Linked DNA regions of Gossypium hirsutum: region 2 is linked to region 1. The links are chromatin contacts, called in public Hi-C maps. All regions are on one chromosome and are shown on one strand. Each heading gives the region's core, a stretch centred on a gene start, on an enhancer-like site or on the middle of the called end of the contact. The rest is flanking DNA. Distances are from core to core; before and after follow the strand shown. Region 1 holds the start of LOC107887506 (BTB/POZ domain-containing protein At1g63850). Region 2 holds the start of LOC107942798 (FCS-Like Zinc finger 14).

The links. A called contact is a pair of places that touch in the nucleus more often than the background predicts.
Region 2: a Hi-C map of leaf shows a contact between it and region 1, with 2.3 times the contacts expected there. The contact joins the promoter of LOC107942798 here to the promoter of LOC107887506 in region 1. A contact is called at or near these places in 3 of 34 Hi-C or Micro-C datasets (all in leaf).

The regions. Positions count from the first base shown.
Region 1 is chrA03:4,012,389-4,018,945 of Gossypium_hirsutum_v2.1, forward strand. LOC107887506 (BTB/POZ domain-containing protein At1g63850) reads left to right here and starts at 3,792. Exons shown (of 3, transcript XM_041106082.1): 1 at 3,792-4,000; 2 at 4,075-5,155; 3 at 5,259-6,537. The coding sequence starts at 4,184. The coding sequence ends at 6,203. It overlaps LOC107963800 (hydroxyproline O-galactosyltransferase HPGT1), which reads left to right. Exons shown (of 12, transcript XM_041106081.1): 10 at 1-50; 11 at 126-238; 12 at 515-867. The coding sequence ends at 537.
Region 2 is chrA03:4,188,980-4,195,965 of Gossypium_hirsutum_v2.1, forward strand. It overlaps LOC107942798 (FCS-Like Zinc finger 14), which reads right to left and starts at 5,098. Exons shown (of 2, transcript XM_016876517.2): 1 at 4,190-5,098; 2 at 1,843-2,242. The coding sequence starts at 4,695. The coding sequence ends at 2,131. It overlaps LOC107942796 (biotin carboxylase 2, chloroplastic), which reads left to right. Exons shown (of 18, transcript XM_041106154.1): 10 at 307-492; 11 at 587-679; 12 at 762-843; 13 at 1,176-1,282; 14 at 1,604-1,679; 15 at 1,970-2,016; 16 at 2,100-2,162; 17 at 2,249-2,315; 18 at 3,709-4,053. The coding sequence ends at 2,311.

The DNA of each region.
Region 1 (6,557 bases), core at 2,542-5,041:
GAAATATTTGCTATTTCACGAGCTTTAGCACAGTTTATCTCAATTAATAAGTAAGTTTTAACACCTTCTTTGGCCTCAGTTTTTAGATTGCACTCGGTTGACCTCAAAATTCTCTCATTTTGCAGGTCTCTTCTTCAGGTCTATGCACATGATGATGTGAGTGCAGGGTCATGGTTTATTGGGCTTGATGTGCAACACGTTCACGAGGGGAAATTTTGCTGCAACACCTGGTCTACAGGTTTGTCTTCCTCCTTTTTAAACACACACAAATATGCATGCATGCTTGCCCTTACACGTTTTCGCATATAGTTGCAAAGGTGATTAGTTGGTTAAGATAAGGGGATCCATCTCTTCTCGACTATCTAATTCAGAATTTGATGCTATCAAATTAATCGATAATGTTCTGTCGAATTACCAAGGACCTATTATTGTTATGTCTTTTGGCTATATTTAAACCAGTTATATGGAGATTCGGATACATCGTGTTTATATAATCGTTTTCATTGCATGCCAGGTTCAGTATGTGCAGCTGTCTGATTCGACTAACCGGATTTACGTCAGCACCATTTTTATATAAAGAGAGAGTCCATTCTTTTTGCATTTTGGGAGTGTGGAAGTGCCATAATTGTTGAGATGAAAGATTTCAGTGAGAAATGATTCTTTTAATTCAATCCTGGTTCTTCCAAGTTCTAACTGATGTACATGCAGGCCAATATACTTATCATTCTTGGAAGGCACAATTTTTTTTCCCCCTTTTGTTGATGTATTATAGCTCTGTATATTTTAAGTTCAATCTTTAGATTTGATTGATAAAATTTTCCAATATTTCAGATAAAAAATGAAGAGTTCTTTAGAATTAAATTTTTATCCGTCGGAGATGTTCTTATTTTGTGATCAAGACTCTCGACAGAAAAAAGAAAAACAAAATTCCAAACAAAAACACAATTCCTAATAAACAATACATCAAATACTTCATAAAAAATACTCTCTCTCAACAAATCTAACGTTTGATTTGGGTTGTGAAGTGGGCTCCTCTACTTTATCATTCACATGTGAGTTATATATTTAATTATTTTTTATAAAGGGGAATTCACATTTAAATTAGTCAAGCACAAATCTACACTTTTCCACCTTGGCTTGCAATTTTAAAAGTGCTTAATTTGTTTGTTCATAAACAATGCCAATTTGTTAAAATTTGAGAACAGCTTGTCCATTATTCTCCTATGCTTTTCAAAATTAATAATAGTCTTCATTAAAAAGAAAAAAAAAACCTATTGGGTTTTGACATAAATTTATTTTGACCTAAAATATGACAAAATTGGCTTCGGGTTAATCGCGAAAATTTTGATGCTTTTGGGTTAGAGGGATAGGTTCGAAAGTCTGTTCGAAAAGTAAAGATTTGAATAAAAATATACGTTCAAGAAATAGGTTTAACAAAAAAATAAAGTTTGTTTTCTAAATGGTCCAAGTTTTGGGTAAGTTTTTTTTACCCCGTCCGGTTTGAATTTGCGAAAGAAATTGTTGCTGTTTTTACTTTTTTGCCACTAGTTTTTTCATTCTTTTGCTATCATTCCACTATTATATTGTTACTATTTTGTTATTATTATTTAGATATTGTATAATTCTTATTTTATTATTAATTTTGCTGCTATTTTAAAGGTATTTGCTTGCTAAATTATATTTATCTTAGTATTATTTAAGTATACATTTTTTCATTTGTTTGTTTTTAGTGTATTTGATATATTATATTTTTAAAAAATTTATATAAAAAATTTAATACAGGCAGGTTAGGTCAGGCTCGAGTTTTAGCATTTTTATTTAGGTTTGGTTTGGACAAAATTTTAAACCCATTATTCAAGTAGGGCCTAAAAAATGAGCTTAATTTTTTTATTTGACCCTGCTCGAACCTTACCCAGCCACGAACAATTTTATTTTAGGTTAATAAATATTTATAGATTTATAAATTTTAATATTAAATTTATATTTATATTTAAATTGAATCAAATGGAAAAGATAACATAATGTGATGTGGAGTAAAGTAATAATAGCACATTGCCTTGAGTGCAAGCTTGCTAAAAGTCAGTTATTTTTATAGAAGGCTGAAATCAAGTTCATTATTCGAATAATTATGGCATATTTATAATAATAAAATAATCAATTTAACATATTATACTTTATAATATTTAACAACTTATACTAATAATTCATAGGTAATGTCCAAAATTGCCATCTAATCAAAACAATGGTGGGCCCTTTATGATGGGTTTTTCTGAGTGCTTCTCATGCTAGTTTAGGGATAAAAGAATTTAAATTTTAAATTTATTATTTGTTTCACTTTATATCACTAAATGTAATATTCCATATCTCAAAAATTATTTAAGGATTAAAATGCAACATTTTCAAAATTATCGAGTTGACACACCACGTTAGTGTATCATGTCATAACCTCAAACAAATAGTTAATATCATCATGACGTTAGGGGCTTGAGGTCATGACGTCACTTATTGTTTAAAAAATGCTCAAATGGTACCAAGTCATATATGCCTAAACAAACAATCAATTGCATATCATTTAAGCATAATACATACATCAAACATTTCATATACTACCATTGAAACAACATTTCTATCCAAATTTCCTAATTGAGAATTCAAACATAAAATCCAATTCAACAAATATTATCATTTCCACATTTTAGCCATGTCAACCACTTATACCAATCCCATGTATGCATTGAACAATTCATGTACATTAGACTCAAACTAACATTACCAACTCGGGATTTTAAAATGACCATTACATTACAAAATCAACTCAAACTTTAACTACATTCCATATATCAAACCATAAAGGAATTATAAAAATATTACTGAGTCGAGAGTTGCAGACCGAATGCTGGATTACTCCTTAAGTCTTCAAAATCTACTAACACCTACCCACGGAATTAACAAACCGTATGCTATTTTGTTAATTTATTAAAAATATTTAATGAGTTTTATCTTATAAGATACATGATAATTTATTTATTTATTTATTTCGAATTTAGATTTAAATAATAATATTTAGATTTAATAGGGTAATAAATGAAATCAAAATTATGAATTTAAATAGGTTTAATTTATGATTTAACTCTTGAATTATACCAGTTTTTTCATTGTGGTACTTATTGAGAAGGGTTGATTCCTTCAGAAGAATTCTTTAAAGTGTCATTCATTAGGCAATCGGTCAAAGCCCCAGCATTGGTAGGTCTTGTCCTCTTCTTGGAGTTTTATCTCCCTCCTTTATCGAAAGTCTTGAAGGGTCCACGAAGGGGGAGCGCTTTGGTTAGTACAACACTTGCAAGTATGTGGCTTATATATCTTAGGTTGATAGTTCGAGTTCCCTACACATAGGTGATTTACATAATAAATGTTACACACTATACTAATATCTCTCTTGTGAGGCTTGCATATCATATCTCCACCAACAAACATAAAGAAAACACCTATCATTCTCGAAGGTTTGCCCAGTTACTTGACAGACGACGATGACAGTTCAAGAACTTTTTCTAAAAGAATCAACCCCTTAACATTATTTAAACATTTTTTTTCTATTGAAAATGTACAAAAGTTGATAATATTATCCACGAGTTCTAATTTAATTATGAGTATCAAAATGAAAAAAATAAAAAATGCGAAAAAAAATTCAAAACTTAAATAATAAATTAAGGCATTTAAATATTAAAAAGTACAAACAAACCCACCTATTACTATTAGCTTTTGCAAATTTGTCCTCTTTCCCTCCCTCTCTCTCTTTTTTTTTTAATTATCCAACTGTAAAAATGCCCCTAATACAAAGTGGGGTGATTTTGTTGTCTCCCTCATCTAGATAAAAAGCAGAGCCAGTGCAAGCGGCTAAAGGACGAAGTTCCCAATGTCCAAATAAAATCCAAAACCAAACCTAATTTCTCTTACATTAAATGCCCATTTCAGACACCCTTATTGTCTTTTACACCAACTGGTAAGTAACAGCTCTTTTCTTTCTTTCTTTCTTTTTTTTTTTTGGTTTCTCGTATCTACCGCCATTTTTAATAGGTACCATCACTGACGCTGATGCCAATGCTGCAAACTAAAAGACAATAAAACACAGGCAAAAAATTGTAAAAAAAGGGGTATTAGTGGCCATTACATTCAATGCAATTTCATGGCAACAACTACAACTACAACAAAAACATCATCAATTTCCACAAAAACATCGTCTGCTCAGCTCAAAGTTCAAGTACAACCCATTAAGCCTAAACGCCGCAAGTGTAAAGAAACCACTATTTCTTGTTCGTCTGCTACTACCGGCGCCGCAAACGGCGGTTCCGATTCTGGTTTTTCAGCTCGAAAGCTTGACCCCCCGACTGTTGTTTCAGCTGATAGTTCTTGGTGTTGTCCTGCTTCTAAGCCATTCCCGACTCCACCGCCTCCTCCTCCTTCTCCTCCTCAAACTCGCCTTGTTCCGGACCAGGCTTCAACCGATTCTTCGACGGCTTCTAAGATCCGGTATTCTCCGGGAAGTTTATCACCCGTCATGGATTTCACGACGATCTCCAACGGTCATTCACCCTCGAGTTTCACCAAGTTTAACTCTGCACTCACTGCGGGTCTTTTAAACCCGCATTCTCCGCCGCCTCCGTCGGACAAGTCACGATCTAGTCCAACCCTTTTCGAGATGATGGCTAGCGAACCCGATGTCCACCCAAGGACCCAAACCCAAATCCAAGTACCCATTTCAGGTCCTAGACAAAACCAACCCCCACCAGTCATTGACAAACAGGCGTTGACCATGCAGCGGATTTCAAACCTTTTGTCAACCCGTAGCCCCGGAAACCAGTTTAACGACCCGGATTCGACTGATATAAAGCTAACGTTGAGTTCCAAGGATGGGATTAGTGTGTCAATGAATGTGCATAGGCAAATTGTGGTGGCTCACAGCCGGTTCTTTGCCGTGAAGTTATCTGATCGATGGGCAAAACAACAGAGAAATGGATCGGATGGACCGTACATTGTTGAAATTGCAGATTGTGATGATGTTGAGGTTTATATTGAGACCCTGAAATTGATGTATTGTAAAGATTTGAGGAAGAAGCTAATGAGAGAAGATGTTCCTAAGGTTCTTGGCATTTTGAAGGTAAAGTTTCAATCTTTTTCAATTACCAATTTTTAGAGTATGGATTAAGGTTTTTAATTGCTGAAGTGGTTGATTTTGTGGGGGTTTTTTTTTTCTTTGTTAGGTTTCAGCTGCAATTGGATTTGATGCTGGGGTTTTATCTTGTTTGGAGTACTTGGAAGCTGCCCCTTGGGCTGAGGATGAAGAAGAGAGAGTAGCTTCTTTATTGGCAGAGCTCCGCCTCGAAAATGTCGGAGCAGGGGAAGTTTTAAAAAGGGTTTCTGTCGAAGTTACTAATGGAACCGATGATGGTGGTGGCGATAACGAAGAAGTGCTTCTCAAGCTTTTGCATGTTGTTCTCGAAGGCAAAGACGAGAAGGCAAGGCGGGAAATGAAAGGGTTGGTCTTGAAGATGCTTCGCGAGAATTCATCTCAGAACGATCTCCGGAAAGAATCGTTGTATTCGGCTTGTGATGGTTGTTTGGAACTGCTTCGTAGCCATTTCCTCCGAGCAGCATTGTCGGATTTGACGGATGCGAATCAGATTGCTAGACAAGCAGATAATTTGCATTGGATTCTGGATATTTTGATTGATAGGCAAATTGCTGAAGATTTTCTAAAATCATGGGCTTCTCAATCCGAATTATCGAATGTTCATTCTAAAGTTCCGGCTGTTCATAGGTACGAAGTTAGCCGAGTGACCGCACGGTTATTTGTTGGAATCGGAAAGGGACAACTGTTGGCATCAAAGGAAGTACGATGCTTGCTTTTACAAACATGGTTGGTACCATTTTATGATGATTTCGGGTGGATGAGGAGGGCATCAAGAGGTCTCGATAGGCATTTAATCGAAGACGGTCTAAGTAACACAATTCTCACTTTACCTCTAGCTTGGCAACAAGACATTTTGCTTGCTTGGTTCGATAGGTTCTTGAACTCGGGCGAAGATTGTCCCAACATTCAAAGAGCCTTCGAAATTTGGTGGCGGAGAGCGTTTTGGAAACGCAGCGGTGATCAAGAACTACCAAGGGAATCACATGTTACAATTGCAACCATTGAGAATTCATAAAACCGGTGGTACCATTTTTCTTCGTTTCCTTTCACTGATAGCTCATTTTTCATCTTCTTCGTCTCTAAACCGAAGCTCGTCGCGGTTTAGTCTGGAAGAAGACGTCGAGACAGCAGCCTTTAGGTTAAATTTATGTTGGAAATAAACACTATATAGAAACCAATTTTCATGTTTTAATGTTTTCACTGACATATCTGGTTTTGGTTTTGGTTTTGGTTTATTTTGTATTGGAGGGTCATTTTAGAATTCAACCAAAAGAAACTCTTTTTTGTTCAGCTCTGGTTTTTACATGTCTTGGTATGGAACAAAGAGGCATATATTTATGTTGTTGTAATTAAGGACATTTGGAGTTGC
Region 2 (6,986 bases), core at 3,848-6,347, 180 kb after region 1:
TAATTTTGTATGGCATTATCAACTCTGATTTTCAAACAGATCTATGACCATTTCCTCTTGGAAATTAAAGCATCTTAGTCGTGATCATTGCCTCTAAATATTGCTTCCTTCTCTTAAACGGTGCAAATATGATTACAAGGTGACTGGTGACTATTACTCAAATATTTGCTGCAGTATGTGGATAAGCTAAATATACCAATCTTTTGGCAGCAGAAACATTATTTTCCCCACTTTCCTCTTGATTGTCAATAGAAAGATAACTAGATTATTGATATTAAATGTTGTTTAATCTGACTTACTATACAGAGGCGTAATCAAAAACTTTTAGAAGAAGCGCCTTCTCCAGCATTGACTCCAGAGTTGCGGAAGGCCATGGGTGATGCAGCAGTTGCTGCGGCAGCATCTATTGGTTACATTGGTGTAGGAACTGTTGAGTTTCTTTTAGATGAAAGAGGTTCCTTCTATTTCATGGAAATGAACACTAGAATCCAGGTTAATAAGGACTGGGAACTCTGATTCATGAATTATCTATTAGTGGATTAATTAGAAGCACTACTAATCATGTATTTTCATCTAATGAACTCAGGTGGAGCATCCTGTAACAGAGATGATTTCCTCTGTTGACTTGATTGAAGAACAAATTCGTGTAGCTATGGGAGAAAAACTTCGCTACAAACAGGTATGAAATGAAATGTTTCAGCTAAAAGTTTTGGAGCATCAAACACGATTGTATTCAACTGCTCATAAATAATGATTTGCAGGAAGATATTGTGCTCAGAGGGCATTCAATTGAATGTCGTATCAATGCAGAAGATGCATTTAAAGGGTTCAGACCTGGGCCAGGTATTGCATATCTATGTTTAGTGTTCATGTGTAAATTACTACTGCAGTAGGTTCATTTTTGGTACTTGCTACCATCAGAGCCTTTATAGTGTTGCCTTTGAAAGTTTCCATTATGCTGTACTACAAGCTTTCATATGCTTATATGAACATTAAAGAATATATTTTGTACTTTTTGCTCTTCTTTTATGTTTTAAACTTTTGAAGTTTATACTCATAATTCTTACCTCAATTTCTATAGGATGTGCTTTTCAAACAACCAAAAGAATAGGAAATTGAAGGACTTTGTCTATAGTTTGATATTTTAAACACTTAGTCTGCATTCTTAATGACAGGGAGAATAACATCATATTTGCCATCTGGAGGCCCATTTGTTCGAATGGATAGCCATGTTTATCCTGATTACGTAGTTCCTCCAAGCTATGATTCATTACTTGGAAAGGTTTGTAATATCTGTCTTATACTATTAAGATTATGTATATATGAGCAATTCAATGCAAACTCATGAGGTCAAAAAAAGTTATTATGGAAGAGAAGGGAATTCTTAAAACTTCGTTTCAGGAAAGAGTAATAAGAATACCATAGTTTGTCGTTATTTCAAGGTGTATATGGTAAACTGAATTATCTTTCAATTTTTGCTAAGGTTATTCTTAACATATTAAAATATAAACATTCATGTTTGATCTTTGTGTTTGAAAATGACCATGCTTATGAGTCCACTTTTCTAGCTTTGACATTGTTCTAACTATTTACTCTGTTGTAGCTTATCGTATGGGCTCCAACAAGGGAAAAAGCAATTGAGCGCATGAAAAGGGCTCTTGATGACACTGTAATTACAGGTACTTGGTTATTGACTAATAGTTTGCTCCGATTTGTTGTTTTTTATCATTTACATCTTGGTCACATACATTAGGTTGAAGAAACCTTTAACTAGAAAAAAGTGATTCTCAGCGTCTCCCAATGACCATAATCAGTGTGGTTTCTGTTGGTGCTTCATGCATGTAACTGAATATGTTTGCACCCAAAGGGGTTGCTATAATTTCTTTGTTCAGTCTGGTTTTGTTACCCAGCAAAACTCTATCCCCCAAAGAATATCCTAATCCATATTCTTTTTATTGTTTTGTTTTAGGGGTTCCTACAACTATTGAATACCATAAACTCATCCTTGATATTGAGGTTGGTGGTGCTATTTCCTGTGTGTTGGATAATATTATACATCAAGGTTCACAATTTTTAATCTAACGTGCAACACTTTACAGGACTTCAGAAATGGAAAGGTTGACACTGCTTTCATTCCAAAACATGAAGAAGAGTTGGCCGCGGTACTTGCTTTGCTTTAACCTCTCCCTTATGTAGATAAGTAGTTCCAAAATGCAAAGAGCTTAAAGATTTTGTTGTGTGCCTGCAGCCACAGAAAATGGTATTAGCAACTGCTGCCAAAGAATTGACTAGTGCGAGTGCGACCGCTTAGAAGGGTTAGTATTCTTCTTGTTTAACTTCTTCAGCATACTGGTATAAGTCATATAGCAGTCAGCTTGTTGGAAATGTTGGTAGGTGATAAATCATTCATATTCATTGGTGATTCGTGGACATGGGGTTCATCAAGATCCTGTTGTTCAGCTGACATTCTAATACATCGTTTATTTTCCTTGTGTTTTTTCAACCGTGATGTGTTATTCTTGAAACGCAATTAATAATTTTCTTCATAGTGGTTGGAATATACATCCCTAAAACCCGGAATTTGATATATTATTAATTGAAGTTTCAAGATTTTATGGATACATTTTTCAAAATGAAGAGGAATTATATTTTTACAAGCTATCATTGGGATATATTAAAATGAGTACAAAAACTATACTAAGATTTTCCTTTCCTACATACGATAAGATTTAAAGCTTGGTGAAATAAGTTCTCTTTCAGAATGGAAAAGGAAATATCATCTATCTATTTGTCCTTAGAGATGCTGAAACTGAAACGTAAAGCCTCCAAAATTCTGCCAAGTTGCCCATTCTCCTTTATTTGTTTGTTTATTCATTAAGTATGATGCAGTGGTAGTAGTTATGCAGCGGCGACCTCGGAAAATAACACGTGTGGGGCAGGCTGGGAGCAATCAAGCGCACATATTTGTTTGTGATCATCACTTCTAATTTGCTTGTCACGGCAATCCGCGCTGCAAAATCCTTCCTCCCCTCTGCCCAATCCAACCAGATATTTTATTCATGGCAGAAAATCAACACCCCATAAGCATTATGTCATCACCATTATTATATGTCAAAAAATATCTCAAACAATTGGGGGTCATAAATTCTCATTTAAGTGCTATGTGGGTCAAATAAATATCCGACTGACATGTAGGCCTCAGTCTCCAAATATTTACACTTCTCCTTGAGTCCAACTACAGCTACCAAAAAGGTTTTCCATCTAGAAGACTCAACAGAGATAGGCTGCACTCAATAACTGATATAAAATTGACATCCAAAGAGATTTCATAGCCAAAACACTCCCAAGACAATTAAAAGTGATTGAGCATATTCATACTGAAACATGGAACCACGAAACAGCAACCTCCAAATTTTATGACATTTCAATCTCATCTTCCATTGGAAATAGTAAAAATTCACATGATCATATGGAACAAAAGGAATGGCAAAACCAAAATCAAGCATATCCCCAATGGTGATGGTTGGTGATGGTTGATAAAGCAGAAAAAGTTAGCATACCAGTAGTGACTTCAAAGATACAGCAAGAACTATAATACATCTACAGTGTTCAGGTCTAGAACAAATTTGCCATTCATATTTGTTATCATAGCACAGAATCGTAACACAACTTCCACTAACACATTTGCACAATGGCTGCTACTTACAGACAGCTTACTATACAATCCCAGATGGCGGAATCTAGGGGAGGGGAGCCACTGACTTCAACTACCGTCCATGTAGGATGTATACTAGATATGACCAACCAGCCATCCTACCTCTTCTACGTTCTTAAAGCCCCCCATTGACAGAATTACTCTGATTTGGGGCTAGAATCAATCCCAGTTTAGGTAGATTAGTATTTCCAATAAAATCACAAACACCATTGGATCTTAGATATATTTACAACAGACAAGAATGAACTGTAAAGCTCTAACCAAAAGATTAATTTCTATTCTCTACACAGAACGGGGAATAAAAGGATTTGCACCCCAAGAAAACAAATACAGAATCACATCCAAGTAATCATCAGATCATTTTAAGCATCAATTCAATTAGAAGGGGAAAAAAAACTCAACTGGAAAACATCATCAAGAATCAAAACTTAAAACTTAAATCAATTAAAAGATGAAAAAAAGCGAGGCCAATACCTGTACATGAAAATATCCAAACCATGTAGTTCCTTCTTGCAAAGATGACAAGAAGTCAAAAAGCCATCACTCCAAAATTCCCTCTTGAACTGACCCATATTGTTTTTCCTAGGCGAAGGAGCAGCAGTAAACCCACTGCAATTCTTGTTGTCATCTCCAAAACCGAACTGATTCTTGATCAAATTATCGCCAAAATGAGAAATTACAAAAGTGTCGTTGTCAGATAATTCATCAAACTTCTCGGAGTTAAAGCCACCTCCGAAACTGGGAGCTGCTTTAACAGATGAGACTATAGGTATGGGGGTGGATCTTGGGGATGGAGCAAAACAAATAGATTGGTGTGTATGGGTTGAATCAGTCATAGCTGCTACTATGCCTAGCCCAACTACACCATATTGAAAGTTGCTTGGGGGTTTAGTGGGGTTTAGACAGAAAAAAGAGTGCGATAAAGAGGTGAAGAGGTTGAGATTGATGGCGGGTCTCTTTTTTCCACAAAAATTATGCATGTTATAGGAGAATTACAGCCCCTAAGATTGTTGGGAGGGGATTAAATTCATGGGGTTTGTTGGACCCTAATCCCCCCAAGAGGAGAGAAACGAAAAGTAGTGAATCAGAAGTTAAGAGACTGGGTTCTGAAGAGACAGAGAGAGAAGAGAGGATGGCATGGCGTTGTTGTTTCAATCAGCGCTCCTTGTTCTGTTTATCTCCCTTTCTCTACACTCTTCTTCCCTCCTCTTTCTGGGTTCGCACGCCCAATATAAACAGTTTGCTGCATTAATCCACAGGGTAAATTGCACTAATACTCACCTAAGTTTCCTTTTTATCACGAAATGGTCACCCAATTATCAGTAATTTTTTTTGTTACTCAACCATTCAATTTTATCTTTTTTTTTTTTTACTCAATTATCTTGCATTTTTTTAGTTTTCCACCTACTGATAGAAAAAGATAAAACTTTTCATAGTTGGGTGACCAAAAAAGAAATTTACTAATAATTAGAGGATCATTTTATAACTTTTCATAGTTGAATGATAATATATATATTAATAATTGAATGACTACTGATGTAATTTACTCGAAACTATAATATACCTATAACTATTTATAAAAGTGAATATACGTGACAGGCCCCTCTTCGATAAGAACTTATTACATTAGCCATTTATTATTAAATGTAACCATTTAGTCCTTATACTATTAAAAAATTAAATAATACTAAACTGAAATAGAGTTAACATGTACCGTTTAAAATATGTAATTTATTGTTTAGCAAAGTTAATATTTTTAAAAGTTTTTATTCAGTAAATGAAATATTTTGTTTGGAATTTAACTGTAATTAAATAAAATTTTTAGGACATTTTTTTTATATAGTAAATGTCAACACCGATTTGGATTTATTTGATTTTTTTAATAGGACAGGGATTAAATTGATCTATTTAATAATATAGAAAGTAATTTGATTTAGTCCCTATAATACAAGGATCTTTTAAGTACTTTAACCATTATAAAAGTAAGGTCATAAGGGTTTAATTTCATGACACGTTTACTACCTCCTCTTTTATTTTCCTTTTGCCATTAAAAAGATAGTGGTAAATTTTCAGTTTTTGGTCCTTCAACTATGATCACATTTGGAATTTAATCTTAATATTTCAGTTTGACATAATTTAATCCTCTACTTTTACAATAATAATAGTTAATTCAAATGGTTGTTTTCATTGACTATTTCTATTAAAATGCTGACATAATATCAGTGTTGTCTAAATCGGATCGATTGGACTAAGAACCGGTCGAGGTATCTGTCTAGAGAGAGATAAAATTGATTGACTCACGAATCAGTGTGGATTGGTTGAATCAGGCTAAAAAAATTAGGTGAACGATTTTTATATTTTTAAAAATTTTAAATAGTTTATATGCTTTGAACGAATTGGATCTAGAACTAGTGACTTGATTGATTCAATCACTGGCCCAATTCCTAAAATATTAGTTAAGATTACAATCAAATTTGCTTTTAGAGGGATAAGAATGCCATAAGAATGATTGTTTATACTGAACCAAATGGATCAATAAGTATATCGGTCCGAAGAAAGATATTTAATTGGTTGACGATAAAACCAGTTTTTCTTTATTTTGGGCCAAACCAAGAAAAAGAAAAGCCCAACTCTATTCCCTAAAGTAATCCATGTGTGGGCTCAGCTTCTTCGGTTTTTAAACCTAACCCAATGGTCCCAATATAGTGATTGGGAGTGACTCAGCGTTGCTTACAGAGTTGAAGTATGTATTGGAAGAAGAAAATTAATTTTTCGCATTCTGTAAGTTCGTTAAAAGAGTAAATGATAGTCACGAGTTTTAAATGTCAAGTCTGATTTTTAAAGTTTCGGTAGTAAGGTATTTCTTATTTAACACGTGTTTAATAAACAATTTTTTTTGTTTTTTTTTTAAATTATATAACAATTTTCAAATTTCAATATTGGTCTCTATACTATACTTAAATTTGAAAATTAAGATCTATACTTTAATTTTTTTATATAATTTAGTCACTCAAATTTAATAATATTATTAGTTAATTTAAATATTTTATTTTGATTAAAATGTTGAATGAATTTTAAAAAATTATTAATATCATTAAAATTTTTTATTGAATTTAGGTCTATAGACAAGTGGGTTCAAAATTGTCAAAAGGATTGCAAATTTATGTTTTTGGGGAATAACCAATTGTTTTTTGTTAATTAATTTTTATTTGATTTCTCGGTTTAATTTTGGCCTTAATTAAATTAAAATCAATGCTAAATTGTCGTTTCG